Regions from separate parts of the Sus scrofa genome. Here all the other regions are linked to region 1. A link is a contact called in public Hi-C, HiChIP or PLAC-seq and promoter capture Hi-C data. All regions are on one chromosome and are shown on one strand. Each heading gives the region's core, a stretch centred on a gene start, on an enhancer-like site or on the middle of the called end of the contact. The rest is flanking DNA. Distances are from core to core; before and after follow the strand shown. Region 1 holds the start of NCOA6 (nuclear receptor coactivator 6). Region 2 holds the start of AHCY (adenosylhomocysteinase). Region 3 holds the start of EIF6 (eukaryotic translation initiation factor 6). Region 4 overlaps MMP24 (matrix metalloproteinase-24). Region 5 holds the start of DYNLRB1 (dynein light chain roadblock-type 1). Region 6 holds the start of EDEM2 (ER degradation-enhancing alpha-mannosidase-like protein 2).

Region 1 (4,456 bases), core at 1,134-3,633:
GCTGCCCACTTACACCACATCCATAGCAACTCGGGATCTGAATCGCATCTGTGACCTACACTGTGGCTTGTGGCAATGCCGGATCCTTAACCCACTGATCGAGGCCAGGGATCAAACCTGCATCTTCATGGATACTAGTCAGGTTCTTAACCTGCTGAGTCACAATGGGGACTCCAATGTTAATTTTATATCTAACTTTTTGAGGAAATTTCAAACTGTTTATAACACAGGAGCATAGGTAAAAATTTATTACGTATACACTTAAGCTGTTTTCATTTTCCTGTATGTAAATCATACCTCACTTTTTCAAAGTAAAAAGAAAAACCTTAAACAAAAATCTTCCTAGGCTCTTGTACAAATCCTTTCGATGTTAATTTCACGGGCTCAAGTATCTGAAGTGCCCTCCTTTGGCTGCCTATGTTTTTCATTATCTTTCTCCACACTTTTGGGGATTCACACACAACAAATATTTATTGAGCATCTCCTTTGTGCCAGGCACTTTGCTATATCATGAGGAAACAGCAGTAAATAAGATATATAGTCTTCCTCCTAATTTGGTCCACAGCCTCGTGAAGACAGGCAATAAACAACCCAGTAATCCTACTGAGGGCAAGGGGAACCTGTCTGGGGAGTTCTCAGGGAAGGTGTACTTGGCGTAGTGATGTTTGAACTAGGATCTGAGGCTGATGAATTATCCAAGGAGGGGGGATATTTCAGGTGGAAGAATCAGTATGTGCAAGGTCCTGAGAAGAGAGGAAGTACAATGTGTGAAGGTCAGTGTAGTTTCAGCCACTCCAGAGAGGGGAAGAGGGCCTGAGAGAAGTCTGGAGATGTGGGAAGGGCAAAAGTGAGACAGATATTTGGTCTTTATCTTTCTTTTTTTTTCTTTTTACGGCTGCACTGCATTCTGAAGTTCCCAGGCTAGGGGTCAAATTGGAGCTGCAGCTGCCGGCCTGTATCACAGCCACAGCAACACCAGATAGCCACATATGCGACCTACATCACAGCTTGCAGCAATGCTAGATCCTTAACCCACTGAGCAAGGTAAGGAGTTGAACCCACATCCTTATGAATGCTATGTAGAGTTCTCAGCCCTCTGAGCCACAATGGGAACTACTATTCAGCCTTTATCTTTTGGAAGTTCCCAGGCCAGGGATCGCACCCACACCACAGCAGCAACCCAAGCCACTGCAGTGACAACGCTGGATCCTTAACCTGCTGCGCCACAAAAGAACTCCCATTTGGCCTTTATCTTAAGAGCAGTGTGGAGCCATCACATAGTTTTTTTTTTTTTTTTTTTTTTTTTGCTTTTGCTTTTTTTAGGGCCACACTTGCAGCATAGGGAAGTTCCCAAGCTAGGGGTCGAACCAGAGCTACAGATGCCAGCCTAAGCCACAGCTATAGCAATGCAGGATCCTTAACACACGGAAGGAGGCCAGGGATGGAATCTGCATCATCATGGAGCCTAGTTGGGTTCCTTAACCGCTGAGCCATGAAGGGAACTCCCCATCAAACAGTTTTAAATACAGGAGAGGCATGATCAGATTTCTTAGAAACATTACTCTAACAGGAGGGTGGAAAAGAGATCGAAGGGGAGCTAAGGAGAACATGAAAAGGCCTTAGATGGCTACTTCACCAGTCCGGGCACACACAGAGTGTGTGCTCAATAAATATTTGTGGAATGAAAGGATTCTTTTTCTTAGATAAGACTAGTGTGCCTGAGCTGTGCAATCTAATATGATGCTTGTAACAGACCTTTAATTTCCATTTTATAGATGAGAAAGCTGAGTTCAGAGGCAGAGAAAATCACATAGCTATCGAGTGAAAGCCAGATCCGAATGCAGGCCTATGACAGACATCAGTGCTGGGTAGGCCTTCCTACAGTTGTGGAGAGGGGAGGGGGCCACACTCCCTTGTACCTTCAGAGCTTGGTAGGGCAACTGTGATGGGAGAAAGTAGAGAGGGACTTACAAGCAAATAATAAAGGCTAAAGTTTATCATCATTAACGTTATTACATACTATGTGTCAGGCACTGTGTCAAGCGCTTTCCATGCCTTCCTTCATTTCCTCTTTGCAAACACTATTATTATCTGTATATTTCATGTGCATAGATCGAGGCTTATGGAGAGTTGACCTGCCCAAGGACATTCAGCCAGAGGGCTCTTATAGGATTGTGCAGTGACTGCAAAGTGGAGGCAGAAGCCACTGACGACACTACCTCGTCGAGATACAAAACCAGCAGATCGCCACACTAAGCTCTATACCGAAGTGAGCGGGCGCGCGCTACCTCGCGCACTCGGAGACGTTTGGTCACGTGGCCAATTCCCCGCCCCTAGTCCGCCCCGCCCTCTCCCGCGCTCCCTCCCTCTCTCCCTCCCTCCCCCTCCCTCCCCGGCCCGGTCCGGCCCATCCCCCTCCCCGCCGGCTCCCTGAGGCCCAGCCGGGTCGGGCTGCGGGCGGCCGGGAGCCGACGGCCAGATAGACCCGCGCAGGCGAGGACGGACGGACGGACACACGGAGGGCCGCGGGCATCCACGGCCCGGGCCGGTGCTCCGAGGCCCGCCCGGGAGGGCTGGGGCCGCGCTCAGGTGAGGTGACGGCGACGCGGGCCCGTAAGGGGTGGGCCCGCCGGGCGTCCCTGGTGCTGGCCCGGTTAGCTTCGTGGGAAGGAGGCGCCGCCCGGGCCCGGCGCGGGAAAATGGCGCCGGCCGACCGTGGAGCACGGCCCCTGTGCGGGCCCGGCCCGGAGCCGCCCCGCCTGCCTGCCCGCCGCGCTCGTGTCCCCGTCGCCATGTTGGGGAGCGGGCCCCGGGCCTACGGGCGGGGGCGCTGGAGGGAGCGGGGGGCTTGGGCGGGATGGGGAGGGTGCAGGACAAGGTGTCTGGGGCGCTCAGGGAGTGCTGAGCCGGCCAGGGTCTGCACCGGGTGGCGCTCCAGGCCCGAAGAACTGGCGGGAGCCGGACGTGGGGTCGTGGTCGGGGTCGCGGAGAAGGGACGTTGGGTCCAAACGGAGCTGGGGTCTGGATCACTGGGGCTAGGAGAGCAGGATCTGGAGCTGGTTTAGGCAGTGTTCATGATCCCAGGCAGGTAGGGCGCGGAGGGGCGTGGGATCTGAGCTCAGGCTGTCAGGGCTGGGACAGTTCTTTGGGGTTGTGATTAGAAATGGGGGCCCTTTAGGTACAGACGCTGGTATCAGATTGGGGGCAGTCTTCGGAGTCTCAGGGCAAGTCCGTATAACTCCCAGGGGGCTGAGGACATATTTGCCCTCAGGATCCTCCACTCCTCATTGGGAAGAGGAACAGAATAAAGTAAGGCTTTGATGAGGAAAAGAGAAAAGGGGGACTGAGGTTTGGATGCAGGAGCTGGCCAGCAAGAGATGCGGAATGAAAGTGGTTGGCCAGAAGAGTCTCCATCAACTTTGGGAGTTTGTGTGTGTCTTTAAAAGGAGGGACCAGGCTGTTTGTGGGCGGTGACCCAAGGTGTCTTCCCAGGAAGGGAACAGCCCACTGTTTTAAGAGCAGGGTCACCTGGGGAGGTCATCCGAAAGGTGTTAGTGAAGCCAGTAGGAATGGTGCAGAGGAATGAATGTATAGTTCTTAGATCATGTAAGGATTTCAGATCATGTAGTGATTTTAGCTGAGACAGAAAGGAAAACATGACTTCTAAAGATCTAAGCAGTTAATGGCAGAAGAGGTACTGGAACTTAGCCTGCTGCTGTCTCATTCAACACATTGTCTTAGAGGAATTTGCTAGCTGGGAGAAATTGTTAGGGAGTCAAGCATGGCAGCATATGTCAAAGAATCATTAAATAATTTATTTTGTTTTTGTAATGAGTTTGTCTAGTACAAAAACTGAAAGGGATACAGGAGCCCAGTGGGTTAAGAATCTGACCACAGCAGCTTGGGTCGCTGCAGAGGTGCTGGTTCCATCCCTGGCCTGCACGGTGGATTGACGGATCCAGCATTGCTGCAGCTGTGGCTCACATTCTGTCCCTGGCAAGGGAAATTCCATGTGCTGGGGATGGGGCCATAGGAAACAAAACAAAACAACACTGAATAGGATACAAAAAAAGTATAGGTAACCAGCTATTTGATGAGAGAAGTTTCATTTGTCCAGAGAATTTATCTTTAGGACCCTTTTGACATCTAACTTTCTAGAGGTTTAAGAGCTGCTCCGTCTCTTTTAGGTGTTTACTAAACAGCAAAGGGACACAAAAAGCTTAAGAAGGCAATAGTAAACGATGGTAGAGACCCAGGATCTCTATCATGACCAAACTGTAATTGAAGTTTAATCATGGTAGAGAAGAATTCACAGTCCCCATGGGCTATGAGGGAATTCTGAGAGAAACTGCAAATTAGTCATATAAGTAATTCCAGGGCTCCCACATAACAAAAAGGACTTTCAACAAAAAGGTTATGAGGATGTTTGTAGCAATAAGATTTTCAGTATATGTCC
Region 2 (4,456 bases), core at 972-3,471, 480 kb after region 1:
AAAAATTAAAAATTTGATAATAGGAAGTGATGATAAGGGCATAAAACAGGAATTTTTAGGTCTTTTTAGAGGCACACCTGTGGCATGTGGAGGTTCCCAGGCTAGGAGTCACATCAGAGCTGTAGCTGTAGCCTACACCAGAGCCACAGCAACTCAGGACCCAGGCTGCATCTGCGACCTACAGAACAGCTCATGGCAACGCCAGATCCTTTACCCACTAAGCGAGGCCAGGGATCGAACCTGCAACCTCATGGTTCCTAGTTGGATTCGTTTCTACTGTGCCATGATGGGAACTACCCAAAATAAGATTTTTTAATCCACTGTTGATCGGAGTATAGACTGAGATAACTGCTTGGGAAATAGTTTCATATTACCTAGTTAAGTTGGACATGAGTGTATGTATTCAAGCAATTTGGCTCACAAATATATCTACATCTATATCCATATAGGTACACACACATGAGAATATTAAGCAGTAGTCTTTATGGCAGCAAAAAAAAAAAAAAAAAAAACTGAAACAATCCAATGTCCATCAAAAATAGAATAAGTAAATAAGTGGATTATACAGAAATGAAAATAAATGAACCACAGCTATAGCCCTTACAGAAATGACTCTCAAAAGCAGTGTTGAGGGAATTCCTGTTGTGGCTCAGTGGTTATGGAACCAGACTAGTATCCATGAGGATGCAGGTTCGATCCCTGGCCTTGTCAGTGAGTTAAGGATCTGGCATTGCCATGAGCTGTGGTGTAGGTCACAGATGTGGCTCGGATCTTGCGTTGTTGTGGCTGTGGTGTAGCTGCCGGCCTACACTACAGCCACAGCTCCAATTCGACCCTTAGCCTGGGAAATTCCATATACTGCAGGTGTATGGAAAAGACAAAAGACAGGAAAAAACAACAACAACAACAACAAAACAAACCAACAATGTTGAGGAATTCTCCTGCGGTGCAGCAGGTTAAGGATCTGGTGTTGTCACTGCACCAGCTTGGGTTGCTGCTGTGGCTCAGGTTAGATCCCTCCTTGGGAACTTCCACATGCCAAAGGCACTGCCAAAAAAAAAAAAAAAAAAAAAAAAAAATAGAACTGAAAGAGAAAAGTAAGTTGCAGAAGAATATGTATCCTATGATTTCATTTACACAAAGGTGAAACAGTCAAAACTAAGCAATGCATGGTTTAGTGGGTTAAGGATCTGGCATTCCTGTGGCTGTGGCTGGCAGCTACAGCTCCGATTTGATCTCTAGCCTGGGAACTTCCATATGCCACAGGTGCAGCCCTAAAAAGCAAAAAAGAAAAAAACAATTCTGTCAGACTGACAAGTGATGACAGGGATGTGGATCAACAAGCCCTCTCAGACACTGCTGGTGATAGGATGAGCTACCTTGGAAAACAATTTGGTAATATCTAGGAAAGTTAAAAATGTGCCTTTATCTCAAAAACTCCACCCCTGAGTACACTTATGGTTCCAGGACACCTACTCATGGGCTAAGAGGCAATGTTCATTTTTTCATATACACAATAATGGCAGACTGTATAAAATCTGAATATAGAACAGGTAAATTAATCACACGATGTATACAATAAAATACTATACAGCAGCAAAACTCTATGCATGACCCTTACAAATATTAACAGAAAAAAAGCAAGTTGCAGAAGAGTAAGTACAGTATGGCACTATTTAAATAAAGGTTTTAAACACAGAGTGACTTCTATGAAGCATTTAATGATTTATGCATATGTAGTAAAAGTATTAAAAATGCATACAAATCTACCTAAACTCAGCATGGTGGGAGGAGGGTGGAAGGTCTCCCATGTGCTAGGTGTTGACATATTGCAACTTTACCTATTTGTATGGTAGGTATCATTCTGCCCAATTTATAGAAGAGGAAATTGAGGTTCTGGGAAGTGAACTGGTTGGAATTTCAATTTCACTCGGTTTTGGCGTCGGATTCACTGATTGAATGAATGAAGTTAAAGATGGCCTCAGGTTTGATATCAGGCCTCTCCTGGAACTCCTTTCGCTACGCTGCTCGGGAGGTGGAAGGTCCCCGTAAGCTAAAAACTGGTCTGAACCCCAACCAAAGTCCGTTCTGGTCCCGCCCCCCTCCGTTGGGCCCCGCCCCCCTGCGTTGGGCCCCGCCCCGACCGCTCAGCACCAGCGGGACTCATGAATATGCAAGCTACGGTAAGATATTTAAAGGCGCCGGTGCCACTCGCAGATCCCTGCCCGGCGCCGCCCGCCCTGCGTTTGTCCCCAGCCCAAGGCCGGCCCCCTTCGCTCGTGTCCATCACTACGTGTGGAAGCGCCGCCAGCATGTCGGAGAAGCTGCCTTACAAAGTCGGTGAGTCCCTGGACATGCAGGGTAGGGGCCTGCTGGGACGGCAGCCACAGGGCCGAATCGGGGCGCTCAGGAGGAGCCCCTTGAATCGCTGGCTTGGCGCGGTCTTTGGCCGCGCGAGGCCTTCTGGGGGCTGGAGTTCTTCCGCCGCCATGAGCAGGTCTTCGGAGGCGGCCGCGCACTACGAGTCCCGGCGTGCCCCGCGAGGCCGGGTGCAGCGGCGCGGGCTGCGGAGTGGTGAACTCGCGGCGTGTTCCACACGGAGCCGGCTGGGGCGGGCGGGGAGCGCACACCTAACCGAGGCCTGGGACCAATGGCACCTGCTGGGGCCAACACCGGGGAGCCTGGATCCTGCCTCCTGGGTCTGGACCAGCTCTTTGGCCCCCTGGGTGGTCCTGGGCAAGTGCTTATCCCTCTCTGGGCCACCTACAGGGAAGACGAGGTCATTAAGACCCCGAAGGGCACGTGAGGAGAGGCCTGGAGACTGAGCCGACACAAGCACTAGTCCACTTACAAGGGACTTTGGGCTTGTTACTCAACCTCTGGGGTCACCCACCTGGCCAACAGGGACAATCGTACAGAGAATCTCGAAGAAATTTTGGAGTGGCTAGAAAAATCCTTACTGCTCTCCTAGGGATTGAAGCTGTGCATTGATAGTTAATGTTTACTGGGCTTTTACTGTGGAATGGGCACTGCCTTCTACCTTTATTCTAGATTAATTCATTTTCTTCTCACGGTTTTTTAGGATAGGGGCTGTTACTTTATCATTTTACAATGAGTATACTGAGATACAGGAAAAAAGGTTAACTTGTCCATGATCTTATAGCTGGGAGGTGGTGGAGCAGGATATAAATCCAGATCCTGCTCACCTTTTCACCACAGTATATAAGTGAACACATCTGAAACAGCCCCACTGACCTTTCAGGAAAAAACTGTTCAGGCAGACTATCAGTTTTTAAAGTAAATTCAAGACACCATTCTACCCAGAGAAAGGCATCAATATTTATGGAGCTGTGTATCTGGGGGTTTGCATTTGTTTACAGAATGACCTTTAGAGGTGGACTTTATCCCATTATACAGAGGAAGAAGCTGAAGGTGTAATAGGAAATGACTTGGAAAGATTCTGTGGAAATAGTAACTTACCAATAGTTGTTTATCAAGTTGCAGCCCAGAGCAGACTCTTGTCCCTGTGGTGTGAATGAAGTGGAAGCCTAGAAAGGTTAAATCAAGGTCATGTCAGTGGGAGAGTTGGAAAAAGGGCTTGTCATACTGTGGAGAGATGGGTGAGTTAGGGTTGAGGGCTTTGGGTTGTATGGGAGGAGGTAAGACTGCATTTGGAAGTGGAGGAGCTTGGCAGGGTAGGGTTGGAGGAAGGAAGTCTCCATTAGGGAGGGCATACTGTGCTTGCCCATGTTGCATCTTCTTTAATCTTCAGGGCTCATAGGAAGGTTAGGGATGGTTATTCCCACTTTACAGATGAAGAAACTGAGGCTCAGGGAGGGTTTTGCTATTTTTCCTCTTGGCTTGTCCTGGAACAGGTGTTACTGCAAGTCCTCAGTTCCCTGGGCACCAAAAACCCCAAAGCTTAGAGTATCAGACCCTCCTGTACCCTTTGAGTACATCAGGCCTAGTCCTGAGTATACAGCTGTCCTGAGGGCAGTGAAAGAGTTCTTTTTAGCTAGAGGGACAGGTGGTGGCAGAGGGGGTGGAACTTAGGATAGGACAGAACCATTGTCCACTACTGCTGGGCCTCTCCTAGGAGCCTCTAGCTCTAGCCCCACCTTTGCCAGCCCCGCCTCTGCCTTTGACTGGCTGTGGAAGCAAACCTGGGGCAAACCCCTCTCTGAGCCTAGGAGTTAGACTGGGTTCAGATTTGTTTTTTTTTATGCCACCTCCATCTTGTGCCAGTCCCTTTCATGGACCTTCTCTCCTTTAGTCCTTACAATAGGTATGGTCAGTAAACATTTGTGGATCCCTTCTCTGTGCCAGGACCAGCAGGGCACTAGAGATACAAAGGTGACTCAGGAAAGAGGGGGGACGACAGCATACAGATAATGTAGTATTTAAGTGAAGAGATCTGCCCATTTCTCTGTGTCCACGGCCACCATCCAAGTTCTGG
Region 3 (4,456 bases), core at 960-3,459, 420 kb before region 1:
ATAAATAAATATGGAGGCTGAGACCCAGCCAGTTTGATGACTTACTTGGAATCAGGTCCAGGTAAGTGGCAGGGGCTCAAACCTGTGTCTCTGACTCTTAATTTCTTATGACTGTGTTTCTGCAGAGACAGGACACACAATATCAACAGTTCACATGTCCCCATGCACTTGAAATCCATATACCATAGAGATACCTCCAAATGCCTGCACAATATATACAGCACACTGACAGGATGCACAGCCACAAACTGCACACCCACCAATGCAGTCCCTGCAATAAACCAAAACACTCAGGATTCTAGTTATAGGTACTCAGTAAATGCCATTCGGCTAAATAAATGGCTACATTCCGTGCACACCATAGATCATTCGGGATCCATCGACCATAAATATGCACATAACCACACACACAAACAAGCGTGCATGCACCAACCAGTGTCTCTTTGTAAGCTGTGTATCCAGTCCTATGCTGTCATACCATAAGGCTGACAAAAGCATCAGATTCAGTCCCTGGGAGACAAGGATTAAATGCATAAACCATTGGTGAGCAAGACAGAGCTGTAACTAATTAAAAGCTAACCAGTGACAGAAGGTGGTAGAGAAAGGAGGGCAAAGAGTAGTGGTGATGATGGAGTGGTGAGAAAGTTTCTTAGAAGAGGCAGCTTTTGAGCCAAGCCTTGCAGGGTGGGAAGAATTTGGACAGATGGAGGTGAGGGTTAGCAGAACTCCTGGTAGAAGTAACCAGGTGAAGAGAGGCCTGGGAGAGGACTGAGGGAGTGGGTCTGAGATGAACTGGGGAGGATGGGGAGGTCGTGGATACTCAGAGTCTGACACACACACACACACACACACACACACACACACACACACACACCATTTTGCTGAGTGTCCCTAGAAATATAGGCTCCCTCAGATAGGGTCCTTTTCCTGAGCTTGCCACCTGCCGGGGACTGTATATGTGATACAAATCAATAAAAGTGGACATGCTATGACCCAGTCGCAGCCTAGTGTATCCTGAGGAAGGCGTAGTTATAAAACTGCAGGCTGGGGACTGGGGAAGGGCATCATCCAAGGAGGGCTCCCAGATGGAGGAGAGTGGATGGCTGCAGACGGCTGGGGGTGGGGTGGGGGGAGGATAGGGGCTCCAAGCTTCCCTATGCCTTCTCTGTGAGTGACATTCTGAGAGACTCTGGGGCTTTTGCAGATTCTATAAAATGTGGGCCAAATTCATGCCCTCCAGTCCACCAGAGCAGGTCTCCTGATAGCTACCTTCTATGAAGTGGGGAGGGGTGGGGTAAGGGGGGGGGAGGGGGAGCAGAAAGTGGCTGCTTTGTGTGATTAAGCACGTGCTAGGGGCACATAGTGGGAGCTCATCAGCCCCCACACCCTTGCCCATTCTGGGTCCTCCCTGACACTGCTTTATCCATCCTCCCCCCTGCAATGGTTTCCTTTACTTCTCTGGCCGCACCTCCTTCCTCAGCCTCTGTCGCGGCCTCAGGTCTCACTTCTGCCTAGTGGACACGTTTTCCATGAGTTTCCTCATCCACCCCAGGCTTCAGTCCCAAATCTCAGCCTTTCAGTCTCTCCAGGGTTCCAGATCAGGCCTGAATATCTGTCCCGCACTTCATTCTATCCCTCACCTCCCCACACCTGCTCTTCCTCCACAGACTTTACTTCAATAAATACTTTCATCAAACAACCCATCTTCTGGAAGACATCCTTTTTTTTTTTTTTTTTTTTAAGGGCCGCACCTGCCGCATATGAAAATTCCTGTCTAGAGGTCGAATTGGAGCTACAGCTGCCAGCCTATGCCACAGCCACACCAGATCCGGAGCCCCCCTGCTGCGATCTTCACTTTGAGGCGACTCCGGATCATTTAACCCACTGAGCGACGAGGTCAGGGATTGAACCTTCATCGTCGTGGATACTAGGCGTGTTCTTAACCCGCTGAGCCACAACGGGAACTCCCAACTCCTCCATTCTGAGGCCTCACGTCCAACCAGCATTGGTCCGGACGTACTTTCTACCTAGCTCCTGATAGAATGAGCAAATGAATGAATGCGAGCTTTGTTGGAGGCGGGGCCAGGTGGGGTCGCAATCCTATTACTTGCAACCATAGAGTCCGCTCGGAGGCCAGAGCTAGAGTGGCCGCATGCGTGGCTGGGTGTGCCGCGCTCTCTCGGAAGTCTCCTAGGGTTGAGGCGGAAACGGGGACCTAAGGAGGGTTGGGGAGGACTGCTGTCGCGTGTGGAGATTGCGTTTACCTGGTGAGCGGTTGTGGCGAGAGACCGAAGGCTCAGCTCGGGCCGCCCTGCGTCGTGAGCGGTGGGGGCCCAAAGATTCGGGGCGGAAGAGTTTGGAGGGGCGCGGTGGGCGGGACCCAAGGTCTGAGGGCCCGAGACGGCCAGGGAGGGGCGCGGCGGGCCTGACGCGCAGCGGCCAGGGGCTGGACCCGGGAGAGGATCCGCCGCGCCTGAACTCCCGTCCCCCCAACCCTTAGGCCTCATGGCGGTCCGAGCGTCGTTCGAGAACAACTGTGAGATCGGCTGCTTTGCCAAACTTACTAACACCTACTGCCTGGTGGCCATCGGAGGATCAGAGAACTTCTACAGGTGCGTAGGAAGGGAGTCCGGGCCCGCGGGTATTGTATGGGTGGGTGGCGGGGAAAAGTGCTTGGAGTCGGGGGCTGCGGCAGAGGGAGGGCTCAGGCCCTTAGGCTCCTGTGCCCACCGAGCTCATGTCTCTACAGTGTATTCGAGGGAGAGCTGGCCGATACCATTCCCGTGGTTCACGCGTCCATCGCCGGCTGCCGCATCATCGGCCGCATGTGTGTGGGTAAGCCGGATGGAAGACGCCGAGGGAGGGCGTGGAGCTTCCCAGCGCCTCCCTAGAAGGGACCCTTAGTGACCCGGGGATTTCCAGGCTTTCATCTATTATCGCCGGAGATTGCAGAATCCCTCAGGCCCGGGCCAGACCAGGCTTAAGTGCCAAAAGATCAGGGGCCATCCCTGGCAAAGGGGCTTCTGGATCATAGTAATCACCAATAACATTAAGGGGTTTCACTTTTACACTTGTTTCATTCCTTTTTAACGAAGATCCTGAGAGGTAGGAATTAATGATCTAATTTGACTGATGAGGAAGCTAAGACTCAAAGAAGCCTGGTGAATCACCCAGTTCCACACCTAGTGTGAGGGAAGATTAGATTGTCCTCTCTCCTAGGCCACTGACTCTGGGCAGATTCCTTGGGGCTCAGCAGGCTTCTTTTGTATTCATGGTCCATCCTTGCCTCATCCCTCTTAATATGGGTCTCTCCAGGGAACAGGCATGGTCTCCTGGTGCCCAACAACACCACCGATCAGGAGCTGCAACACATTCGCAATTGCCTCCCGGATTCAGTGCAGATCCGGCGGGTAGAAGAACGGCTCTCAGCCCTGGGCAATGTCACCACCTGCAACGACTACGTGGCCTTAGTCCACCCAGACTTGGACAGGGTGAGGCAGCCCAGTTTGGCCCAGAGTCACAGGCTATTAGCATAGACAGTGGTTAGCCACTGTTTTTGCCTATCAGGCAGGAATTAGGGGTCTCTCTTGCAGTCTCTTTTTATATCTGGGCTCCTGCAGTTCAGGCACTCTTTGGAATATTGTGATCAGTGTCAGGAAGAAGCTAAGGAGGGTATTAATCCTTTCAGAGTCAGGGAAATTAATCCATCTGGTCCTGCAAGGTGACTCTTGAATGTGGGTTAGAGGGAAGGAGGGTCATGTGGAGACCAGCCTCTGGCTCTTCGGGCATGTGTGGATATTAGACACTCCATAGCTGGCCTAGACTCTGCTCCAAGTTGTATTCCCTCCTTTTTCCGGGCGAGCTTCCACATGCAGCTACCTGGCAGAGGAATGAAGCTTAGGGAGTCACACCCTGGGTGGATCTGGGTGTGGAGGCCCTGGGTTCTTTGATCAGCTTGTTCTTAGCCCAAGCACTGCACCTTTGGCTGACAGGAAACAGAAGAAATCCTGGCTGATGTGCTCAGGGTTGAAGTCTTCAGGCAGACAGTGGCTGATCAGGTGCTGGTAGGAAGCTACTGTGTCTTCAGCAATCAGGGCGGGCTGGTGCATCCCAAGACTTCAATCGAAGACCAGGATGAGCTGTCCTCTCTCCTTCAGGTCCCCCTTGTGGTAAGCATTCCTATTCTCTGGCCCCTGTCTTCTGCTGGAGCAGACCCCTTTTGCCCAGTATTCAGGAATCTGGGTTATTACCTGTCACAGTTTGGGGTTGGGGCTGAGGGTCAGGGAGCAGGGTTTGGTGAGTATCCTCATAAAGCAGGGGAGAGACTGGCTGTTGGTGCTGAGATTCACACTGAGCTGTCCCTTGGCAGGCGGGCACTGTGAACCGAGGCAGCGAGGTGATCGCTGCTGGGATGGTGGTGAATGACTGGTGTGCCTTCTGTGGCCTGGACACAACC
Region 4 (4,456 bases), core at 1,198-3,697, 400 kb before region 1:
TTTTTTCCAGTATTTTTAAAAATTGAAATCCCAAGGTGATTCTATGGGCAGCCAAGTTGAGAATTGCTACCTATGTGATCTCATCCAAGTTCATGGCTTTAAAGACTCTCTGTTGGAACATTGCTCTGATAGGATGTTCTGTGATGACATAAATGTTCTATATCTGCACTGTCCCATACGTAGCCTCTAGCCAATGTGGCTACTGAGTACTTGAAATGAGCAACTAGTTATTAGTGTGGCAGATCTAAACTTTTCTTTCTTTTTTTTTTTTTTTTTTTTTTTTGCCTTTTTGCCTTTTGAGGGCCGTTCCCGCTGCATATGGAGGCTCCCAGGCTAGGGGTCCTATCAGAGCTATAGCCACCGGCCTACGCCAGAGCCACAGCAATGTGGGATCCGAGCCGCATCTGTGACCCACACCATAGCTCACGGCAACACCGGATCTTCAACCCACTGAGCAAGGCCAGGGATCGAACCCGCAACCTCATGGTTCCTAGTCAGATTTGTTAACCACTGAGCCACGACGGGAACTCCTGAACTTTTATTTCTAATTGATAGAAGTTAAAATTTTAATAGCCGCATGTTGCTATGACTACCTTAGGACACCAAAGATCCCAAATCAATATCCCAGCCTGTATCTCTGAGCTACAGAGGTCAATCTGCTGCTCTACAATTACAAAAGCCAAGAACTTTGGGGCAGTCCTTCTCCTGACACTCATTTGTAATCTGTCAGTAAATACAGTGCATTTCATTTTCAAAATAGCTTCCAGTTCCCACCCCTCCATCCCCCTTTCCAGTCTAGTCCTCCACTGCTTCACCTGTGGATATCCTGTCCATCCTCCAGGCTCTGGGTGGGGCCACCTCCTCTGTGAGGTCCTCCTCCCATGCTGCACATGGGGGGGCCATGCTATGTGGACATGCATGTGCTCAAGTAAACTGGTCTTCCCCTCACAAGTGACTTGACAAAAACAAGAACTTCCTGCAGAACTATGAACTGAGAACGGGGTAGCAGCCTTCTCATATCTTATCAAGATATATCAACCTAGTTTCTCTTTTCGCGTTTAAGAAAAAAGCTCTGGTAATAATATCCATCGCATTGTATCATATTACTCAGGCAGATACGTGAATCTCTTAGCTAGAGGTTGGACCCCTTGACGTGAACCCAGGAGGTGAGAGGAGGTGTGTGGAAGGTGAGGTGGATAGAGAAGAGGGAGCGGGTGTCTCTCCCAGTTGCAGCTCAGACCTGCCCTGCCAGGTTACCCAAATGTGTGTGTGTGGGTAAGCAGCCTTGCCCCCTCTGCTTAAGCAAAGACATCAGAGGTCTCTAAAGGTCAGACAGAGGTCAGAGACAGAGCAGCTGCCCCCTCCCCGCCCAGGCAGGCAGTCATGGCCCAGCCCCAGGGAAGGAACGGTGGCCCGTCTGCCCTGCCACACACCGTAGATCTTCTGGATGCCCTGGAGATCGTCCTGAGGCAGCTTGAAGTTGTGTGTCTCCATGTACTGGTAGAAGGGTGCCATGATGGCGCTGGGGTCATTGGAGTGCTCCAGTCCCAGCGCGTGGCCCAGCTCATGCACAGCCACCAGGAAGAGGTCATTCCCTGTGGAGAAGGGGAGGGGGAGGTACCCACTTAGGTGTCATCCAGTTAGTCCTTTACTTCAGCAAATGCGAGCAAAAGCTTTGTGCCAGGCCCTGTGCCGGGGACATTTAGAGAAATCAGACACATCCCTGCCTTCTAGAACTCTCCATATAGTGGCAGATAGGGACAGAGACACAAACTAAGTGAAATTAGTGTTCCAGGCACTTCAGTAGCTGTCAGTAATGGTAGAGAGGATTCCACACAGGGAGGAGCCATTAAAATTTGAAGGAAAATGTTCAGGGAAAGCTTCATCAAGGTGAGCCTTCAGTTGGGTTGCGAAAGATAAGCAATGAGTTGGGAGAATGGACTCAGTGGGTAGGAGAGGAAGCGGGTTGAGGGTGGCGTTCCTGGCAGAGGGAATGCTGTAAACAAGATCCAGGGACACGCGGTTTCATTCCACTTGGCTCTGGAACAAAGCAGGAGGGGAAGGCCAGAGGGAGATGAGGTCAGCCAGGCTGGCAGGCAGGGCTTGTGATGCCATGCAAAGAAATCTGGATTGGCTCTTTGACCAGTGGGGAGTTTAAGCAGGAGTGGGGGTGGTGACACGATGAAATCACTCTGGCTGCAGTGGGAGGAGGGATTAGAGGGTGATGAGACCAGAGGCAGGGAGATAACTAGGGTCTGTCTGGATGCCAGTATGAGGGTCTGCACCAAGGCGGAGGGAGTGGGATGGGCAGAGGGGAATCCTGGGGGTGGCGGGCTGGTGGTCATCTTCAGAGACCCAGGGGCAGGCGGGGCCTCGGCCGTGCGGCATCTCTCAGTCCTGAAAGAACTGAACGAAGGCCAAGACCAAGGCACGGATTCAAATGTGAGTGAAAACAAAGTCCAGGTGCTGAAAGTGGGACACGGGATCCCGAGGCAGCCACATGTCATAGGAGTCATGAGCCTGGGCCCTTGAACAAGACAGGCCTCGTTCATTTCCAGCTCTCCCCCCACCAGCTTTGTGAATTTGGCCAGAAGGTCTACCCCCTGAGCCTCAGTTTCCTCATCTGTTCCATGGGGAAATCACACCTGCCTCACAGGGCTGTGTGAGGATTGGCTAAGACAGTAGGTATTAATGGCGTGACACTGTGCAGCTGCTGCTGTTACCTTGCATAAGACAGAAGCTTGGGGACTAAAACAAACCTATTCACCAGAAAGGAAGCACAAGGCCTTTGAAGTTCCAGCCACCAGATCCTCTTTTTTTGGTCTTTTTAGGGCTGTACCCGCAGCATATGGAAGTTCCCAGGCTAGGGGTGGACTTGGAGCTATAGCTGCCGGCCTACGCCATAGCCGTAGCAATGCAGGACCTGAGCCAAGTCTGTGACCCATACCACAGCTCATGGCAATGCTGGATCCTTAACCAACTGATCAAGACCAGGGATTGAACCCGTGTCCTCATAGATACTAGTTGGGTTCGTTACCACTGAGCCACGATGGGAACTCCAACCAGATCCTCTTAAAGCCTGAGCTTCTAGAAACTCTCCGAGCTTCTGGAAACTCCCCTGAGCTTCTGGATCTGGCCTGGGACAGGGCAAGGCCTGATATTGGGGGGATTAAGTAACCCTGGCTTTGGGAAAGAAATGCAAGGGGCGGAGGATTGGTCAGGCTGTTGAATCAACAGTCCTGACTCTGGTATGTCCCATCATAGATTTCTGTTTGCCTTGACCTCTGGCATTTGAAGGCCCTCTGAGCCCTGCCTCCACTGCCCAGCCCTAAAGCATGTCTCAGTCCATTCCTGCCACCTCAAAGTACAGGGGAGGCTGCCAGGAGCCAAGGAGGTGGTCAGAAGTCCTAACGCCCACTCCCAGCCCCATTGTCACAGGCAAAACTGTCCTACCCAACCCGGCTGAGGGCCCCATGGGGCCAGGTAAGGCTGGAATTGTGTGTGGCCCTCCTGGCTAAGGTCTTGGGAAGAGAGAAGAGCCCTGAGGGGCAGACCTGGTCGCACAGGTGCATGCCTGCAGCTTGCTCGGCTGACACAACCAGTGCCTTCAGTGTAGGGGGGATGGGCAGGACCAGTGCAAGGTTGGCCAAGAGCTTGGGGCTGGCCTTCTGCTGGGGCAGGGCAAGCTGGCATAAGGAGGCCAGGCCGCCCCCAGTTCCTTCCTCAGGTCCTGGTCCCTCTGGCAGCAGGGAAGGGTGAGCTCATCTCTGAGCTCCATCCCAAACAAAGGCGGCTGCTTGAGCCAGCGGAAGGCAGCTCCGCTTCCCGGGGTCCAGTCCTGGCTCTGCTCCTGGCCTGTTCTGCGACCCAGGACAAGCTGTTCAGGCCTATGTCTCCTGAACAGACCCTTCTTCAGGGATCGACAGGGATCTCAGTGGAGAACCAGGGAGCTAGGGCTGAGCACCTGGCAAAGCTCAAAATATTTGTCCTCAGCCTGTGTCTTTTACTCTGTTAGCCTCAATGTTGCATCTCTGTGGAGAACAGGAGTAAGCCCTTGAAGGAAGGGGGCCTGTGGGTTTGTTCTAGGGACCAAAAGGCAGAGAGCTGGGGAGTTGGCATCCTACTGCACAGAAGCCTAAGAGACCTGATAAGTGGGGGCTACTCTGGGGAGGGGCAGGAGAACTCCCTGGAGTGAGGGGAAAGCAGAGGGCTGGAGAAGACCCGTGCTCAGTGGGCAGGAGGCCACTAGGGGCAGAGAGGCAGAGTGGTCAGAAGTGTGGTCCCTGGGAGCTAGACTGCCATGAATCCCGGCTCTGTCATGCCTTAGCAGTGTGACATTTTAAATCTCTTCCTCGGTAAAATGAAGGGAATAATTGTATCTTCATCATAAGAATGGGGTGAAGATTAATGAGGAGAGGTACCTAAAGCACTCACATCGCCTCCAGGCATAGAACTA
Region 5 (4,456 bases), core at 1,131-3,630, 300 kb after region 1:
AGTCTCTTCCTTAGAATTTCTCCTGAGAAAATCATCTAATAAATTTGTTTAAAAGAAAACAAACTCTACACATACAGAGACATTCATTAAACTGCTATCTTTATTAACAAAGAATTAGGAGCAACCCAAATAGGGAAATGGGTTGGCAAATTATGGTTCAAATATTTCATGGACTACCATGTAATCATTAAAAATAATTCAATACAAAGATGATGTGGCAACAAAGTTATATGTCTCTGGACATTAAACCAAACAGAAACAAAAAACTAGAATGTATATCTTGAAAAAATATGCATATGTAAACAAAGACGAGGAGAACATAGCATACAAAGATGAAAACAGTTGTGTGGTGGAATAAAACTGGATGTGATTATGGATTTTTTTTTTTTCTTTTTAGGGCCGCACACTAAATGTGTAAATTCCCAGGCTAGAGGTCGAATCGGAGCTGCAGATGCCAGCCTACACCACCACTCACAGCAATGCTGGATCCTTAACCCACTGAACGAGACCAGGGATTGAATCCACATCCTCATGAATACTAGTCAGGTTCGTAACTCTGGACCACGACGGGAACTCCCTATGGATGACTTTTATATCACCATCCAAAAGAGCTATCTGTCAGTTTCTACAAAATGTTTAAAATGTGCCCGTCATTAGTACCACTTCTGTTTACCGCTACACAAACACTAGCATGAGTGGGGCAAAAAAAAAAAGGACAAAAACAGCACTGTAGCATTGTCTGGAGTGAAATACTGTAATACATCTCAATGTATATACTGCAGTAGAAGATAAATACACTCCTTTAAAAGAATGAAGTACGTTTGTATATAATGACATGGAAAAATATCTGATAGTTTTTAGTGAAGAGTGTAAGTTCCAAAATGAGATTATCTACCCATATAGCCTAGAGTAAACTTAATATGTATAAATATGTTCCAATATCATGTAACAGGTTATATATAAATATGCTTATGCACTTAATAAATATGGAAAGAAACACACCCAACTGTCATTACCAGAGAGGAGTGAGGTGGGAACTACATATACTTTCTACGTTACAAACTTTGGTACTGCTTCAATTTGTTGAAATGTGCATCTAAATATATTTTGCTTTCATGAGTAGAAGCACACAATAGCATGGTAGAAGTTGCAGGAAGCTACTATTAGTGTAAGAAAAAGACAGGACATATATACATGCTGGTATACATATAAAAGGAACTAATGTTTCTAAAGGAGATTGAAGCTGGGTATCAAGGTTTGGTGGAAGATTTATTTTCACTTAGATCCTTTCAGATGCTTTTTTGTTTTTACTGTGTGCAGTTATTATCTGCTAAAAGTCAATTTCTTTTACAGTTTAAAAAGTGATATGAATGATAAAGTTACCTCATCTAGTCTATAAACTAGCTAACTATAAACTATAAATAGCTGTATCTATTCTACATACAGCTAAACTATATAAAGCAAAAACTGACGAAAACAAAACAAGTAATCTGCCTAATTATAAGTCGTTACCTCCAGGTATGGTACTGTTTCTTATTCCCTTTCAATTTTTCTTTTAGGCTTTAAATTCTTAAATACGATTTTTTAAAACCATTCACATGGTTTAACGTTCAAAAGCTCTTTCCAAGTTGTTGTTTTTTTTGTTTTGTTTTGTTTTTTACAAGTTGGGAGGATTAAAAACACAAGAAACCAAACCTGTAAAGGCATAAAGAGCCCACAGTTCCAGTCAGCAAGGCAGGAACCACAAGGGTGGATCCCGCTCGTTTCTGACTCATGCACCATTTCTCAACGGCTCGAAAGAATCACACAGAAAGGCAGCAGTCAAGTGTCTAGGGTTCAAGTCCATCTCCGTCATTTACTGGGGCAGGGCACTTAGTTTCACCGGGTTTTACATCCCGAGTGTGTAATACAGGGATAATGGTCGTACCTACTTCACAGAGCTACGGTGAGGAGGCAGGCCAGGGTATGTAAAGCGTATAGCAGTGTCTGGCACGAATTAAGTTTCTAGAAAATATAATCACTATTGTTGTTATAGCTCAACAAGGCCAAGGTTGCTAGGATGCAGGGGCCCGTGTGCCCAGCTCCGTCAATCCTTCCCCGTGGCACCAGCAACTACTTCCGGTCAAGGGACCACTGGATCCGGTGGCCCCGCCTCGGCCCCCTCGGTCCGAGTCAGGAGGCCCGCGCCGCCCCGGTTCCGCCCTCCAGACTGCTTCGGTCCGGCGCGCCCAGCCCCGCGGATGCCGCCCGGGAGGATGGACCTCTGGGCTGAGGGTGGTGGGAGGTCGTGGTTGGCCACCTCCCGGCCGCTGGCCACAAGCTCCCAGCAGATACTCACCATCTCGGACCGATCCTGTAGCTCCTCGTCGCCGGCCTTCAGCCCAGTCCCGGAGCTTCTCTGCGCCTGCGCACAGCTCCTGTCAAAGCGGACAGGCTCGGTAGCCTATCAGGAGCCAGCAGGCGGGTAGGCGGATCCTGGGGAATTGGCCCAGTGCTGTCCGCGAACAGCAAAGTAGCAATCCAGCTATGGAAAATTCCCAGCTCCAGCTATGCCGAAAAGAGGCAAGTTGGCTTTGTTGGAAGAGGCTTTCAACACTTAACCGAGGCCTGAGCTAGCTCTGGAGGTCCTGGGTGTAGGGTGGGGAGAGACTCTGAAGGAGTGGGTGTTGCTGATATCCACTTTGCTCCCGAATTGAGGCAAGGCGAGGCTCCGAGCCAAAATGCGCTAAAAAGTCCGAAATTCGAACTGGAGCCAAGAATCCATAGGGTCTCGTGAGCGACTCCCCCGGATTCCATGAGGGCACTGAGGTAAAGTGGTCGGGGCTAGCCTGGGAGTCTTTTAGTCTTAGAACCTCTAGCTCAGGGCCGCCCTTGTGTTGCCTTAGAGAAGCCACTTCAAATTTCTGTAGTCCCTCATTTGCTCACCTTTAAAAGGGGGACCCTTCTTCCTAGAGCCCTATGTTAAGTTTTCCACACAAAAAAATTCTGGGTTCTCTAGCAGGAAATAATTTGCTAAGACAACTGCCATTTAGTGAACCTTGTGCTATGTTACTGGGCTTACACCCACTCTATCTCCTGTAGCCTCAGCTTAAAGTTTCTTGGAGGCACTGGAGCTTGCTGAATTCAAGCTCCAAACTTTCATTCCACTGTCGCCTCGTTCAGTTGAGTAAGGATTTGGTTTTCCTTCCAGGGGCGTCTGCATGTTAAGAAGATTGAATAGTGACTTTATGGTGAAGAAACTTGGGAGACACCATCATAACCAGAGGATCAAGGTTAACATAACTGGTTATGGGATATACTAATATGTGCCCTCTGATAATCTTGCAAAGGGCACTTTACATCTGTGGTGTTTTTCACAAAAATCCATGGCCTTAACCATGAGAAAACATTAAACCAAACTTGAGGGACTCTATAAGGTACCCAACCAATACTCTTCAAAAAATGTCAAAGTCACACACACACACACACAAAAAGAACTGGAGTTCCCGTCGTGGCGCAGTGGTTAACGAATCCGACTAGGAACCATGAGGTTGCTCAGTGGGTTAACAATCCAGCGTTGCCATGAGCTGTGGTGTAGGTTGCAGACGCGGCTCGGATCCATCGTTGTTGTGGCTCTGGCATAGGCTGGTGGTTACAGCTCCAATTGGACCCCTAGCCTGGGAACCTCCATATGCCGCGAGAGCGGCCCAAGAAAATGGGAAAAAGACAAAAAGACCCAAAAAAAAAAAAAAAAAGTCAAAGTCTGGAAAGACAAGGAATGAATGAGAACTGTCACAGATTGAAAGAGACTGAGAAAAGGGACATTGGTGGAAAAACTAGTGAAATCTGTAAAAAGGTTTTAGTTTAGCATTATTTTACAGATGTCAACTTATATGAGATGTTAACATTGGGGAAAGCTGGATGAAGAGTGTGCAGGAGGAGTTCTCCATACTATATTTGCAACAGCTCTGTAAGTCAAATTATTTCAAAGTTTTAAAAAAAGTATTAAGACACAAAGAAGTGATTATTGAACTCTGGAAACATTCGACAAACATTTTGCAAGGGGAAGAAGGGCTGTAGTAACTGGACCTCAAAATATCCTGTAATATCCTGTAAGAGGCACAGCGGAAATGAATCTGACTAGGACCCATTAGGTTGTGGGTTCAATCCCTGGCCTCGTTCAGTGGGTTAAGGATACAGCATGGCCGGGAGCTGTGGTGTAGGTTGCAGATGCGGCTCAGATCCTGTTTAGTTGTGGCTGTGGAGATCAGCAGCTGTAGCTCCGATTCGACCCCTAGTCTGGGAAGGTCCATATGCTGCAGGTGCAGCCCTAAAAAGCAAAAAGCAAAAAAAAAAAATCCTGGAAGAAAAGCACAGAAGGATCATTACCACAATCTTACATATAGAGAACTGTACTGAGAGGGGTGAATGAATTGAACATCACAGTCACAAAAGCAAAAAAGAGAATGGCCAATGA
Region 6 (4,456 bases), core at 1,101-3,600, 290 kb before region 1:
TCCTTTATGGCATTTTCCATTTCCAGATTTTGAATCAGGAAATTAAGTTTCAGAGAGGTTAGGCAACTTACTCTGAGTGTCTTCACAAGTAAACATTCAAGATTGACACTTCTCTGGTGGACTATAACCTTCTAAAATCTAATATGATCATCAAAGAGTGAGAAGTAAAGCCAAGAAGAGAGAGAACTAATGCTTTCCAGAAGGTTTTTTTTTTTAAGTTTTTTTTTCATGAGAAACAATAAAATCAACCATAAAAATTGTGAAAATAGGTCACGATTGTATTTGCATTATGACAATGTGGAAATGCATGTTTTCATCAGGCTAGAAAAAGAAAACAAATTATGAGTTTGTCAATTTTTCTCATAAAAAGAGACCTATCATTACCAAACCCAGGCAACCTGTCCCCCACCCTCCATGTAACCACTTACTCCACACTAGAGTTTTGAATGGAGATAAAAAGATAAGCTACAGGACTTCTATGGAGAAGGACAATTAGGGCTGGGCGAGTTTCATAACTTGGAATGGTCCATATCTGAAAAAATCCTAGTACCTGTGATAGGCTAAAAAATGGTCCCCTAGGAGTTCTCTTGTGGGGCAGCAGGTTAAGTATTTGGCACTGTCACTGCAGTGGCTTGGGTCACTGCTATGGCACAGACTTGATCCCTGGCCGGGGAACTTCTGCGTGCTGCAGGCATGGCCAAAAAGAGAAAAAAAAAAAAAAGGGTCCCCTAAACATAATTAGATCCTAGTCTTTGAAATCTATAAGTATACTCTGTTTGGAAAGAGGGTCTTTGCTGATGTGATTAAGTTAAGGGTATTTATTTATTTTAATTATTTTATTTTACTTTTACAGCTGTACCTGTAGAATATGAAAGTTCCCAGCCTAGGGGTCAAAGCAGAACTGTAGCTGCTGGCCTACGCCACAGCCACAAGAGCTTGCAGCAATGCTGGATCCTTAACCCACTGAGTGATTCCAGAGATTGAACCCACATCTTCACAGACACTATACTGGGTTCTTAACCTGCTGAGCCACAGTGGGAACTCTCAAGTTAAGGATCCTGAGATGGGAGATCATACTGTATTATCTAGGTGGCCCCAACTGCAGTCATAATGTCCTTCTGGGAGAGCAGAGGGAGAGGTATGACACACACCCACAGAAAAGGAGGTGATAAGAACACTGAGGCAAAGATTGGAGTGATAGGGCCACAGGCCAAGGAATGCCAGCAACTGTCTTTTCCCCAGGAGAAGCTGGAGCAGCAAGGAGCAGATTCTTCCTCAGAGGCTCCAGGGGGAGGGCACCCTGATAATATCTTGATTTTGGCTCAGTGAAACTAATTTCAGGCCTCTAGCCTCTAGAACTGTGTTAGGGTACATTTCTGTTGCTTTAAGCCACCAAGTTTGTGGTAATTATACTTTGTTACAGCAGTCACAGGAATTTAATACTATGCCCCTGTGTTGTTACCTGAGTCTCAGTATACTGTCATCTCCTTTCCCTTCCATCTGGCACTTCCCAGAGGAGTTGCCAAAAGCATCGTAAAATTTTTTGTGTTTCTGTTCTATCACGCAGTGTGACATGCTCACTGAATCCTCGTAATCCTATTAGGCAAATACTAATATTATTCCTATTTTACAAATGAGTAAAATACCCAGAAGACAAGCTAGTCAGACCACACTCCTAACAAGGATGGAGCTAGTATTCTAACTCAGGTCTTCTCAATCTAAGGCCCACACTTTTTTTTTCCTTTTTTTGGCTCATGCCTGCAGCATGTGGAAGTTCCTGGGCCAGGACCAGAACTACATCACAGCAGCAATAACACCTGATCGGTAATCCATTGCACCACCAGATAACTCCAAGGCCCATGCTTAACCTCTACTCTGTGCTACCTTAAGCTCTCTGGGTTATGTTAGAGTTTTAATTCTTATATCTACTGACAGCATTTCAAGGTATTAATTTGAAGGTTGTTTTCAAGGATGCTGGTCCAAAGGGGACCAAACAAGTCTTCATTCCAGCTCAAGGAATTAAGCTGCCACTTCCATCTGTCTTTTTCATCAAAAAGAAAAGAATGAAGTCTCCCTTCAAATCCAGGGTTAAGTCTACTAAATATCATACTGCCTAAAATCATGTGTGTTGCTGTGGTCTAAAATGCTGACCAACTTTAAGAAGCTTTTTTAAAACGCTGTTGCTAAAGCATTAGTAAGAGTAACTGTAAGAGCCACTGTCTTTAGGACACGTTCATCTCGACTAGAGAGACTGTATATCCCAAGATGCTCTTTGCTTGGGTTCCGCCGCTTATTGCATTCTGGGGCTTGTAGTCCACAACTGAGTGGTTGATGTATCAGCACGCAGGCGCAGTGGCGCGAACTCCCGGAAGACTCAGCAAAGGCTCCCAGGATGAACGGGTGGCGGTGGCTGCTGCTGCTGTGGCCGCGCTGACAGGACACGAGCTCTATGCCTTTCCGGCTGCTCGTCCCGCTTGGCCTCCTGTGCGCGCTGCTGCCCTTGCACCATGGTGCGCCGGGCCCCGATGGCACCGCGCCCGACCCCGCGCACTACAGGTGAAGGGGGTCAGGCTCCCCGCCCTTCCATAGTTGGGGAATGGGAAGCGCAGACCTGGTCCCCTCCCTTGCCCTCTGTCCCAGGATACCCACCCTGACCTGCTGGGACCCCACCTCTGGGCTCCGGCAGAAATCAGGTGGTGATTCCCACTTTCCACCCTATTTCTTGTCCTTTCCCCTGACTGGTTTCCTTTGGTGGCCCCCTCCTTATTTCTTGTACCCCGCATCAGGGAGCGAGTCAAGGCCATGTTCTACCACGCCTACGACAGCTACCTGGAGAATGCCTTTCCCTACGACGAGCTGCGACCTCTCACCTGTGACGGGCACGACACCTGGGGCAGGTAGTGCGAGCGGAGGAGCAACAGGGCGGCCGGGGTCTGGCAGTCCTGTCCTAGGCGGGCGGGGCTGCTGGGACTGGTGCCTTCATGGTTTCCTCACTGGTTCCTGAAAACTTGCTAGCCAGGGTGGGGTCGCTTTCCCCTCAATTCGGGTCAGCACCACCAGGATCCACCCAACCTCCGGGAAAGCTGGATCTCATAGTGGAAAAAGGCTGGGTTAGCCTGGTGGGCTGGGCCTCTGGGCTCGGGCCACAAGTGTAACAGGCATCAGCTGTTGGGATTTGGGCAAATCTCTGGAGCTGTAGGATATGTGGAAGGGCTTCAAGAAATCAGAAGACCCAACCCCTTCATGTTACAAGTGGGCAAACAGGCCCATTAGGGGATGTAACTCTTGGCAAACATGAAACATCTGAGCTTTGGTAGTGTTTAGTGTAACTGAAACACGCTTCCCCCTTTACCCTCACATCCCTGACTGCTTCTTGAGATCTCAGCTCAAAATGTCCTCTCAGCCACAGTTCCCCTAACTACCCACCTCCTACAGGTCACACTCACAAACCACCCTTTTTATTTTCTTTGTAGCACTACTCACTCTGATACTGTCGTTTTCACTTATCTACTAGTGTGTCTTTCTTACTTCCACTAGAATAAAAATCTATGAAAGGTGGAATTCTCCATCTCGTTCCTTGCTGAACGAGTGAAGAATCATTGCATTTGCCTGAAGCTGACATGGATTAAACACTGTGCTAAGCATTTTGCTTGTGTCATCTCATGTAATTAACGCCCCTAGGAGTCAAGTGCCTTTACCTCTATTTTACAAGTGGATATGCTAAGGACTGGAGAAGTTAAGCAAACTCAGCACAATTTGTGCTAGTTTTCTTTTTTTTAATAGTTGAAAAAAGCAATACAAGCAAATGGCAAATTCAAGCAGTGCAATATCATTTAATAAAATAAAATATCTCCCATACTCTAGAACTCTACCCACTGTTAACTTTCTTGTGTATCCTTCCAGAAATATTTTGGGTTTATACCGTCATATAGGTATGTATATGTGTGTGTTTCTAAATTAACTTTTTAAAAGCATAACTTACATAAAATGCACCTATTTTAAGTGTCTAATAACCACTATCACAGTCAAGAGAGAAAACATTTCTGTCACTCTAAATAAAGTTCTCTTGCAACCCTTTATAGTTAATTCTTCCACCACTGCTGGCCCCTAAACTTGCAAAATCTGCTTTCTGTCTGTATGTCTCTGTTGGAAAACACAATTAGAAACATACAACAGTACCTTTTCTGTACCTTGTGTTTTTCATTTAACTATCTAATTTGAATATCTTCACATTAGCCCATAGAACTCTTGATAACAACCTTTTTGACAACCTCATCCTTTTGCATTGTTTGAATGTATTACACTTTTCAACTGGTGTACCCGTGAGTTATTTCTATGGTTTTTTTCTGTTCTAAAAGCAGTACTGCCAGGAGCATTCTGAAACCTGCAGTTCTATGTCCTGTGAGGTAAATTTCTAGATGTGGAAAAGCCTGTGTTCTGAGCTACAATCTTATAC

What was found. Promoter capture Hi-C pulls out the DNA fragments that hold promoters and counts their contacts. A called contact is a pair of places that touch in the nucleus more often than the background predicts. HiChIP or PLAC-seq counts read pairs in DNA pulled down with a chosen protein or histone mark.
Region 2: a contact with region 1 is called in an H3K27ac HiChIP or PLAC-seq map of skeletal muscle, with 4 times the contacts expected there. The contact joins the promoter of AHCY here to the promoter of NCOA6 in region 1. A contact is called at or near these places in 2 of 5 promoter capture datasets (fetal liver and liver) and 2 of 2 datasets of contacts at active chromatin or transcription factors (alveolar macrophages and skeletal muscle).
Region 3: a contact with region 1 is called in a promoter capture Hi-C map of fetal liver, with 2.2 times the contacts expected there. The contact joins the promoter of EIF6 here to the promoter of NCOA6 in region 1. A contact is called at or near these places in 3 of 5 promoter capture datasets (fetal liver, fetal skeletal muscle and liver) and 1 of 2 datasets of contacts at active chromatin or transcription factors (alveolar macrophages).
Region 4: a contact with region 1 is called in a Hi-C map of liver, with 3 times the contacts expected there. The contact joins the enhancer-like site here to the promoter of NCOA6 in region 1. A contact is called at or near these places in 2 of 5 promoter capture datasets (fetal liver and liver), 1 of 47 Hi-C or Micro-C datasets (liver) and 2 of 2 datasets of contacts at active chromatin or transcription factors (alveolar macrophages and skeletal muscle).
Region 5: a contact with region 1 is called in an H3K27ac HiChIP or PLAC-seq map of skeletal muscle, with 3 times the contacts expected there. The contact joins the promoter of DYNLRB1 here to the promoter of NCOA6 in region 1. A contact is called at or near these places in 1 of 47 Hi-C or Micro-C datasets (liver) and 2 of 2 datasets of contacts at active chromatin or transcription factors (alveolar macrophages and skeletal muscle).
Region 6: a contact with region 1 is called in an H3K27ac HiChIP or PLAC-seq map of alveolar macrophages. The contact joins the promoter of EDEM2 here to the promoter of NCOA6 in region 1. A contact is called at or near these places in 1 of 5 promoter capture datasets (fetal liver) and 2 of 2 datasets of contacts at active chromatin or transcription factors (alveolar macrophages and skeletal muscle).

What each region holds. Positions count from the first base shown.
Region 1 is chr17:38,219,831-38,224,286 of Sscrofa11.1, reverse strand. NCOA6 (nuclear receptor coactivator 6) reads left to right here and starts at 2,383. Exons shown (of 16, transcript XM_021078293.1): 1 at 2,383-2,589.
Region 2 is chr17:37,742,143-37,746,598 of Sscrofa11.1, reverse strand. It overlaps AHCY (adenosylhomocysteinase), which reads left to right and starts at 2,221. Exons shown (of 10, transcript NM_001011727.1): 1 at 2,221-2,340. The coding sequence starts at 2,313.
Region 3 is chr17:38,641,648-38,646,103 of Sscrofa11.1, reverse strand. EIF6 (eukaryotic translation initiation factor 6) reads left to right here and starts at 2,209. Exons shown (of 7, transcript NM_001243577.1): 1 at 2,209-2,267; 2 at 2,501-2,612; 3 at 2,750-2,835; 4 at 3,316-3,491; 5 at 3,993-4,169; 6 at 4,370-4,456. The coding sequence starts at 2,506. It overlaps FAM83C (protein FAM83C), which reads left to right. Exons shown (of 4, transcript XM_021078085.1): 4 at 1-1,119.
Region 4 is chr17:38,622,107-38,626,562 of Sscrofa11.1, reverse strand. MMP24 (matrix metalloproteinase-24) reads right to left here. Exons shown (of 10, transcript XM_021077693.1): 6 at 1,434-1,595. Among named protein-coding and RNA genes, the nearest start is that of EIF6, 20 kb to the left of the region's middle. Within about 2 kb of position 2,447, at least 11 of the 83 cell types and tissues checked have an H3K27ac peak or open chromatin away from gene starts, as enhancers often do. A contact at or near this core is called in liver, where this site is marked.
Region 5 is chr17:37,921,396-37,925,851 of Sscrofa11.1, reverse strand. It overlaps DYNLRB1 (dynein light chain roadblock-type 1), which reads right to left and starts at 2,380. Exons shown (of 4, transcript NM_001190180.1): 1 at 2,339-2,380. The coding sequence starts at 2,341.
Region 6 is chr17:38,513,137-38,517,592 of Sscrofa11.1, reverse strand. It overlaps EDEM2 (ER degradation-enhancing alpha-mannosidase-like protein 2), which reads left to right and starts at 2,350. Exons shown (of 11, transcript XM_003359958.5): 1 at 2,350-2,556; 2 at 2,787-2,897. The coding sequence starts at 2,450.